3 separate regions of the Mus musculus genome follow, and all the other regions are linked to region 2. The links are chromatin contacts, called in public Hi-C and Micro-C maps. All regions are on one chromosome and are shown on one strand. The core of a region is the stretch at or near the end of the contact, and the rest is flanking DNA. Distances in the headings are between cores, read along the strand shown.

Region 1 (3,183 bases), core at 444-2,943, 120 kb after region 2:
GTTGGGTATTCCATTATATCTGTCATGCCAGCACATGGGAGACTGAAAGCTGAAAGATGTTGAGTTTGAGGCAGACCTCAGCTGTGGAGAGTTAGAGTCCTTTCTGGGCTGTGGAGAGAACTGTTGTCTCTGAAATTTAAAAACAAAAAACAAAAATAAACAAACAAACAAAAACCCCAAACAACCCAAAGCAATTAAAGTCCATGAAGAGGAATTGATTGGAAGATTTTAACCTAAAATAAATATTTGCTATAATAGCATTTTATAATTTTTTATCTACATAGTATCTTTCGGGGAGATTTGTATGGGTGAAGCATGGGCAACTGTAGCAATGTTTTTTAAACATTTTTTCTTGTCTTCAAAAGAAGGTTTGCTTGTTCTCATTTGAGGCTGATGTCATTCTATCTGAGGAAACACAATGGTTCTTTTCTACCAAATATGTATGTTTGTATCTTTGTAAAAGTTTTAGATTTGTGGGTGTGTACAGTCCCCACTGGTATGAGAGATAAAAGTTATTTTAGTGCTTGAGCAATGCTGTGCTAAAAAAAAAATTCTAAAACACATACTCAATGCAACATCCATTTTAATCGTCTTAACAAGTAGACTATATAATTCCAGAAGATTCAGCACAATTCATTAGATAAATGGCTTGCAATTTTAACAGACCACAAACATATATTTACAAATTATTAAAAGTGAAACAAGGTCCTGGTGGTAATTCATGCAATCACATTAACTAATGCATTAATTGGTGATATGATTTGGAGGCGGGTGCTGTATATCAAATGTAGGCACGATCTCTACCACTGAGCCACTCAGCCCCAAACCTTAAGTAATATGTTTCCTGTACCCAGCAAAAGAAATGAAATGTTCCACATCCAAGAAATACGATTAGCAGAGAAAAATCCAACTCTGGCAGGAACTGCTATTTGTGGACTACTTAATGTGGTGTGTGGTATCCCTACAGGAGTATGTGGGGCCGGGCTTCCTAAGCCCAAATCCTGCCTTATGCTATGGGCCATTAGCACCACTTGGGAAGTAACATGTGCCTCAGTAGTTAGCACTTAGGCTGTGTTTTAACAAGTCTCCAGATATGTATTTACATGATAGACTATACTGACACCTTTCAGTGCTATCTGTCAATCATGGTTTAATAACGCTCCTCCATACAGGGTTCGTTTTTATTGTCTCTCTATTTATTTTATATTTTCAGGAATTCATGGTCACCTGACCCCTTGGCAGCCTTCTGAAAGCCCACACAAACCTTGCTTCCCAGGGCTGGAAAGGGTGTTCCAACCCTTGTGAAAGAGAAAAGCAGAAGTAAGGGCAAAGCCAGTTGGAAGGGATCGGCAGAGGCGCCTCCTCTCACGAGATGCTTTCATTACGTGCTTGGCAGCCACCTGCCTCCATCTTTTTATTTTCCTTTTTAGTGAAAGGATTTTACATCAGTAGATATTATTAAAAAGATCTTATTTAACATGCAGACGCATTTTGTGCGCAAGCGACTGACTGCTTGCTCAAGAGTCTAGGAAGGCTTCGTGGGAAGAGCGCAGCAATCTGAGCCATATGTATCGGGCAGGTTGCCAGTTGTTGCCAATATGCCCAAACCACCTGGCCGTGCACTCAGCCAAGTGTGCCACTGTGACCAGCCGGCTCGAACCTCGCCGCCTTTCAGGGCTTAGGAGCTCTGAAGGCCTGAGCTGTACTGTTTTGCCCCGCTGCCAGCGGTTCCCACTCCCACAAACTGTGCAGCTACACTGACCGGTGACTCACAAACGCCCATTTTCAAAGGAGCTCTCCCTTTGTTTAAGGCCCATTCACTGGTGTTGAACCCGTGCCATTAGATGAGCCTGGAGATACTGCCTGGAACCTTCCCCCATATGCGGTAGACAGACACAGCCTGGCTGGCTCTGCTGCTCCCCAGCCTGTAGCGACAGGGTTTGAGATTCGGCTTCGCCAAGATTTGGGTTGGTTTTATTTGCCGCTGGTTTCAATTTTTATTTTGAGTGGTTCTGACTTTTGAATGTTTGGAAACGTTTGTTCATTTGCTTTTCCTCTCTTTGTTTAGCATAGAAATCGGTCGAGTCGTTTCACAATTTATTTATCAAGCGTGGTTTCATAATCTTTGGCAATCTAGGTCAGGCAACAACCAGGGACAGGCAGGATCGGAGCATAGAAACTTGAAGACTGGTTAGTTCTTTTTGCAAGCCATAGTAGAAAAAAAGGTTTACATCAAAGGTCTGCCCTCTGTGAACAGACTGTGAGAATTGTGTACGCACCTGTTTCCCTTTTTACCTTGGCTCCCAAGAAGCTCAGAGATAAATTTAGTTTTTAACTTCAATAGAGGCTTCGGCACGTTTCATGTTCCCATTATGTGTTTTCTTCACATCTGCAGTTTTTGTTTATACGTGTATATGTTTTGTTTATATTTGTAGTTTTTGTAGCTATAACTTGGATAGGTGTATATTTAATGCGATTATGAACCATTTCTTACCTTTTTTTTTCAGAAGGTAGATTAATAAATAAAACTTTGGCCTGCCTAGCGGTGATTGTTATGTTTCAGTGAGCTGTTCTAGGATAAGCAGGTGACTGGAGAGATCTGTGGCAATGCTCCACAACGTGCACACTAGCCTTTGGCCTGGACATGTTATGATCTCCCATTCACTCTGTGGTGTGAAGGTTCACTCAGTCTCTCCGGCCTTCCTCTCTCCAGCTCAGGGGTCACCATAAGCTGGATCCTGAGGAACTGTTTTGGCTCCAGTTTAATCAGTCGGAATGGATATTACTAAGTAAGCTGCCTCGTTCACTCCTTCCTAGAGAGGCGTCAAATGTTCCTGAAGATTTAAAAAATATTATTATAATGCACCTTTTTAATTAAAATTATCAGACACTTCAAGAAATCCATGCTATCGTTGTTGAAGTGTGTTTTGGGAGCCCATTTTTCATTCTATTAATAAGGCCTGTTCAGATAGTAACATTTTGGCCAGTGTCCTGTGACACGCTCAACAAAGGCTGGAGCAAGGTGGAGTCGTACCAGCAAACAAGATGGATAGTTCGTGCTGGGGGGAGTGTCCCTGAGGGTTTTTGCAGCCTGTCAGAGAGGCTGCAGCTGTAACCACCCATCTGTGCAGGCTTGGCTTAGACCACACTACAGTATTGAGTGCTTACCCTGAGGAAGGTGTT
Region 2 (3,278 bases), core at 422-2,921:
TATAGCACTCTGGGCTGGCGAGTTAGCTCAAAGTCTGGTGACATGTGTTTGATTCCTGAAACATTCATGGAGAACTTAACTCCACAAAGTTGTCCCCTGACCTCCACACCTCCACACCTGTACCACAGCAATGTGCTCCCCCATGTCATGCTTGCTCTCTCTCTCTCTCTCTCTGTCTCTCTTTCTCTCTCTCTCTCTCACACACACACACAAATAGCATATTGAAAACAATTACCATGTTTACATTTTTAATGAATTTTTTTGATGTTTTAAAATTTTTATCTCTCTAGAGCTTCAATAAAATGAGGTAGGGGTAAAAATTTTAAAAGTATAACATCTTGCCAAGTTCAGAATACATATTATGTGTAAGGTTATATATAATATATATACACACATATGTTTTTTGTGAGAAATTTTTTTGGCTGAAATGTTACAGTGAAAGACATAATTGTTCTAAAGATGTGTGTCTCACAGAAAAGACGAAAACCACCCAAAGTGGATAAATGGCATGCTTTGTCCTTATGCCACCTACATTTTTAAACTACTGTGACTGATTTCTCTAGAAAGGTCAGAGGTTTCAAACAAAAGCTTTGTGATTCTTCAAAGGGAGACATTTTGAGTTTTTCTCTGTGGAGACTGGCTGTGCCTAGCTTTGGCTTCATTTCCAGTTGTGCTTGGGAGGTGACTGGGTACAGAGTGACAAGGGAGTACCGCAGGTCCTTAGCCAGCTGACTTGTGGGGCAGGCAGAGGGTAGAGGGCCGGATGACTCCACCTGGGCGCTCTTACGCGGTCCCTTAGTTTACAGGCGAGCTCACAGGCTTTCTCTTGTTTTGCTGTAGAGCCTTCCTTTACAGACTCAAAACACGGGACAGCCAGAGAGGTTTGTGTATTTGGGTACCATGGCGTGGTGAAGTTTCAGCCATCGTGGATACGGGTTTCTTTGATTTTTACATGAACTTGTTTGTCTTTACTTTGTTTCGTTTCTGACTTCCAGTCTGGGTGAGTTGTTCTTGTTGTGTGTTTGTTGGAGGATAGATGTGCTCAGGAGACTGTGACTGCCCTTGTCAGGCAACAGGGACAGAACACACTCAAGTCTGATGATTAGGAAAGAAGAGAGCCGGCATTTAAGCCAAGTCTCTCAGATCCCATGCTTGTGTTCCTTAGATGCGGTATCTACCTAGTATTTTCATATGTATTATCTTACTGGCGCTCCACTTAACCTTAACATCTGAGTTGAAGAGTTCTTATAAGTGCCTGTATATAGTAGGAAGCAGGTTGAGGAACTAGGCCCCGGTATGATGGTTAGTCGATTGCTCTTCTGGATCTTCTTTTTATCTCAGAGATATCGACAACACATCAAGTTCTAAGCTCTGCTTCTGAATTTATCGTAGTACAAACAAACAAACAAACAAACAAAAACAAGAAATGTTCTCCAGGACTCTCAAGATAATCTTGAAATCCATTGTTTATTTAAAAGCTTAAAAATGTAGTAAGAAACCACCCAGAATGTTGTCTGTGTTTGTATTAATTTTGTTTTCTTACCTTGAAGAAAGTTCGGAGGCCTGGGCCTTTATTTCATAGGCAGAAAACCGAAGCTCTTGCTTCCCAGAAGCTGTGTGATGGAAGATTCTGTATGAGTCACACAGCAGCTGCATCCCAGGGATGCTCTGGCTGATACTGGCTAGTGAGGTCAGTTTGGCTGCCTCTCTTGACAGATTTTACCATGGCGCTGGCCATTGAGTCATCAAACATCAGTTCTTACGGTCTCTGCATGGTACTAGGTTCCCAAGATAGAAGAACATACCATGCAACAACTTTCTTAGGTATAATTTCTTCAGATATTAAGATTTCAAATATTTTGATAATTTTACACTAGGGTCTTCCTAATTAATAGACTGTGTGGAGTCTTTAAACATTTGTAGAACCAGTTGTTTTAATTTTTAAAAAAAAATTGTGTGTACATGTCTATGTTTGCATGATGGGGATGTAGGGGGAGGGTGCATGCTATGGTATGTTTGTGTATATACCTGTGTGTGTGTATGTGTGTGTGTGTATATGTGCATGTGTGTGTGTGGAGAGAGAGAGCGCGCGAGAAGGAGAGAGAAAGGGAGGGAGAGGGAGAGAGAGAAGTAGAGAGAGGGGAAGAGAAAGAGAGAGAGGGAGAGAGAGAAGGAGAGATAGAGGGGGAAGAGAGAGAGAGGGAGGGAGAGAGAGGGAGAGAGAGAAAAAAACTTTGTGGAATCACTTTGCTCTTTCCACCTTTATGTGGGTTCCAGGCGAGGAGCTCCGCTCCCCTGGTTTGCCTGCTTAGCACCATTAGGAACGGAGCTGTCTCACTGGCCCCTGTGTTGTTTTTTTTTTAAAAATAAAATAAATGCTGCACATTGAGATTTGTAACATTTGACTGTATTTCTATTATGTGTTCAAGAATCTTTTGTGTCAGAAATGTCTGTGTAAATGTTCCGAAAGAGGGCCCAAGCTTTCTGTTTCTTAGAAGCTGACCGCTATGATGTTTTCTCTAGAGCAAGCCACTGAACAGTGAGACATAGACAGACAGACAGACTTCCTCCCCCCCCCTCTCTGACATCTTCCTTGTAATGATGAAGTGTGAAACAAATAGAGTTACAGAAAAACAAAACACCGGGAGAACTAGAGTGGAAAACAGAAAGGAAGGGAAGCCTTGGAGAGCAAGCTGTGGGGAATTCATTTGGCAGTTGGTGGAGGTCCCTAACACACAGCCAGATTTCAGTGGTGCCGCTTCCTACAATCCGAATTCTGCTCCCTCTCTGAAAGTCAGCAATGGCAGGACTTGCACACTGATGAGGGTCTGAGGTTGCCAGGGGTCTGGATCTGCTTTGCCTTTCCTTTCCGATAAAAGATGGCAGGTGCAGGTTGCATTGCGTTTGCATAGAGAGCACCCAGGGCTGCTGTGACCAGTGTGGTAATGGGGTGGCTGGAGGGTCTATAGGAGCATGTGTAGACAGTGGTCAGAAATAGGAGAAAGGTTCCAGGTCTCATATATGAGGTAACAAAAGAAGAGCATAAATCTGCTGGTCCCAATAGCATATGCTGGGGTTTGTTTTTCTCTATTTTATTTGCTTGTTGTTTAATCTGAAAGTGAAATCTGTTTCTACCACCACCCCGGTGTGCGCGTCTCTCTGTACCAATCATAGAACAAATAATTTGTCCTACAATTAAGCTCAAAACTCAGAAAATGCAGCGCATACAGTTACAGAATGGCACGGGATTGTCATAGAAACTTGTCCCGAGCACTGTA
Region 3 (2,837 bases), core at 95-2,594, 85 kb after region 2:
GGCTTGAGATGAACGTGCAGTGTGTCTGGAGTTGGACAGATGCTTGCATGTGGCTTCTCTGCTGTTCTTACAGGAGCATCTAGCCATACTTCTCAGGGAGAACTGCTCTGAAAGGTAGAGGAGATAACCAGAGGTCATGCTCTTTGCACCAACCTGCTTTGTACTTAAGGATAACTATATACACATGCATATTTGCTTTCCAAACCAGTTACTGGGCTTACAGCTGAGGGGAGTGTGTGTGTGTGTCTGTGTGTGTGTGTCTGTGTGTGTGTGTGTGTCGGTGTGTGTGTGTGTGTGTGTGTGTGTGTATTTGGTTGTCTGTGTTGTCCAGCAATGTTGTCTAAAACATGAAATTTCTAATGTTTATCTTCAGTATGTTTTGCTTCTTTTCAGAGCTTAACTTCAAGTAGAATGTGTTGTGACTCTATTTTCTGCCTCTTTATAACAATACTGATAGGAAAAATAAAGTAAAATAGATTGCACTGCTTATAACTGGGGCAGGAGGTGAGGGAAAGCAGCACAATTCTTGCTTTTAATCCTGTTGGTCTATATTGAATTTCTGCTCCAGTGATAAGTCTATCTTAAATTCACTCAGAGATTTGGACTGCAGGAGAGCCTGGGGAGCTGCTAATATTTAGAGTATTCCAGAAGCATTGCATGGCTTGATGGTTAGAAACTCAAATTTCCAGAAACAGAGGACCAGCATGGCCTATTCACTACAGTAGTCCTGTGCCATCAAAGACAACACGGCAGGAATCCATTATGTAGAAAAGGACCCAAAGAGTTAGTGGCACTGTTAATACTGCACAGTGTGGCCGAGACGCTCCTGGTGGTTCTAGGCTTGCCTGGAAACAGCACACCCAAACCCTTCCCACTTTACACACAGTAAATAGTCGGACAGGAACAGGCAGAGGGGCATGGGAGAACTCCAAGGCAATTCATTAACCCATTTCGAGACATTCTCAGGCAGCTTACTGAGCTTCAGAGGTCAAACTGACCACTAATAATTCATCACAGAGGAGAAATTCTGAGAAGAAAAAGTTAACAAACTTTTTAATACTTAACGAGTTGTCTTAAAAATGTTTTAGTTCCGTACCTCACTCACCTGATTCACTGACGTGTGCCGCCTACTTTTAAATCACATTTGGCAGTATAAAAAGAGCCGTATTCCTTTACACTTTGGAACAGGTAACAGAGGTTGTTTGTTTGTTTGTTTGTTTGTTTGTTTCTCCTTGTGCCACAGAGAGCACATGCTGCAGGGACTAGCATGAGACTCCCAGGGCCACCAAAGGTCAATGGCTGTGCTGTTATGAACACGGTCCAGCCTGGACTCTGATCCTGGGATCAGGTTTTAATCTTGTTCATTTCTTCTCATCTTTGTTCCTGCGTATGTCTGAGCTGCAGCGGTGGCCCTCTACACACAGTGTCTGTAAATGGCAGAATGGCCGTGCAGGGTAGCAGGGGATGTTGGCAGCACACTTTCCAGGCACCTAGCGCACAAGCAGAGAACTTCGCTTCTGCCAACTGTGACTTCAGAACCCAGGTCTGTTCCTGAACCTGGACACCCAGCTGTCAGCATGTTGCCATATGTCACCAGCACATGGCACCCTAATTAAAATTTCAAATTGCATGCATTTGTGTTTGCTGGCTGGCTTGCTTCAAAGGCAGGGACCTCACCACCCCAGAATCTCCTTGCTTCTCTCTGAAGTATTATTGCCCGCCATGCTTAGGAATGGGTTGGAAAACGGCCTTTCCCAGGGAGGAGAAAAACACTACTCTCAAATTCTCTCACCTCCTCTTTGGAAGTAAAACTACTTACTATCTTAAGGAAGGAGGGTGGGTGTGAAGATTCATGGCTGGTGCCCTTGACTAGGATTCTGACAAGCAGCCATGTGGCTCCTGGTCCCATTCCATTCTGGCTCACACACATTACTCCAGTCTGGGCTCTGTCTTCTCAGCTGAAAAGTGACTATTACTGCCCCTTAAGCATAGTATACAAAAAAGGGGTTTAATTTGAGATGTAGTTGTGTTTTAAGAGGAGACAGCCTGAAGGTGTGTCTCTTCCTGCCCTCTCTTTTAGTGCACACCTACTATTAGATGTTTAAATTGGAAATTTTATAAAGGAATTCAATTGAGGCCTTAGAGAAAATACCAGGAAAAGAACCCCAAAGAAATAGATTTCTGTATACAAATCCAGGAAGATACGTTGTGGGTTGCCAGGATCCTCTGTAAATTGTTATCAGTTATTGAATACTTGTAGAACGCTAAGGAAAATTCAGAGAAGTGTGACTGTGAGCAGGTCCCATTCAGTTCTTAGCCTCCACTGTTGCACATGGCTGCCTATAGCCTCATTTGAGACATGAGCATTCTGTGGCTGACTTGAAGCAGAATTTTCTGAGCAATATTTAGCATAGAGCAAAATGAAATTTGAACCCACATCTGTCTGATTAAAGCTTGCACCTCATATTATTTGCCTCATGGGAAAAGGATGCTAAGTGTTTTGTTTGTGTGTGTGTGTGTGTGTGTGTGTGTGTGTGTGTCTATTTAGTTTTTTGCTTGTTTTAATCATAGCTTCTAAGACAGGTGATGTCTTCCCTAAATATGTATTTTTGTATGGAAAGGCTGAGAACCTTATCCAAATAATCAGACCCAGAAGTTTTTCAGATATTGTATTTTTTTTTAACTCTTGGGTGATTTGCACTTATGTGATGAGATATCTTGAGGGATATAACTCAAGTCTAATCAAACTTCTCAATAATTTATGTTTTTAAAATTTATAATAGTTTTATTTATGGTGGGACACACACACACACACATATATATATATCGTACAGACT

What was found. Hi-C and Micro-C count contacts between places; a contact is called where the count stands out from the background.
Region 1: a Micro-C map of muscle stem cells shows a contact between it and region 2, with 4 times the contacts expected there. The contact joins two enhancer-like sites. A contact is called at or near these places in 2 of 39 promoter capture datasets (embryonic stem cells and second pharyngeal arch cranial neural crest), 16 of 484 Hi-C or Micro-C datasets (the AML12 cell line, cardiomyocytes, cerebellar granule neurons and 11 more), 8 of 115 datasets of contacts at active chromatin or transcription factors (craniofacial prominence, embryonic basal ganglia, embryonic forebrain and 5 more) and 3 of 9 other capture datasets (adipose tissue, liver and pancreatic islet).
Region 3: a Hi-C map of cerebellar granule neurons shows a contact between it and region 2, with 2.7 times the contacts expected there. The contact joins two enhancer-like sites. A contact is called at or near these places in 10 of 484 Hi-C or Micro-C datasets (astrocytes, brain, cerebellar granule neurons and 5 more), 6 of 115 datasets of contacts at active chromatin or transcription factors (astrocytes, embryonic forebrain, embryonic stem cells and 3 more) and 2 of 9 other capture datasets (adipose tissue and liver).

Annotation. Positions count from the first base shown.
Region 1 is chr4:97,909,283-97,912,465 of GRCm38.p6, forward strand. All of the region lies in intron 2 of Nfia (nuclear factor I/A), which reads left to right. Among named protein-coding and RNA genes, the nearest start is that of Gm40208, 27 kb to the right of the region's middle. Within about 2 kb of position 1,694, at least 110 of the 459 cell types and tissues checked have an H3K27ac peak or open chromatin away from gene starts, as enhancers often do. A contact at or near this core is called in cerebellar granule neurons, cerebellum, cortical glia and 2 more, where this site is marked.
Region 2 is chr4:97,793,375-97,796,652 of GRCm38.p6, forward strand. The region is part of intron 2 of Nfia (nuclear factor I/A); the gene reads left to right. Among named protein-coding and RNA genes, the nearest start is that of Nfia, 17 kb to the left of the region's middle. Within about 2 kb of position 1,672, at least 43 of the 459 cell types and tissues checked have an H3K27ac peak or open chromatin away from gene starts, as enhancers often do. A contact at or near this core is called in cerebellar granule neurons, cerebellum, cortical glia and 2 more, where this site is marked.
Region 3 is chr4:97,878,982-97,881,818 of GRCm38.p6, forward strand. All of the region lies in intron 2 of Nfia (nuclear factor I/A), which reads left to right. Among named protein-coding and RNA genes, the nearest start is that of Gm19417, 11 kb to the left of the region's middle. Within about 2 kb of position 1,345, at least 14 of the 459 cell types and tissues checked have an H3K27ac peak or open chromatin away from gene starts, as enhancers often do. A contact at or near this core is called in cerebellar granule neurons and cerebellum, where this site is marked.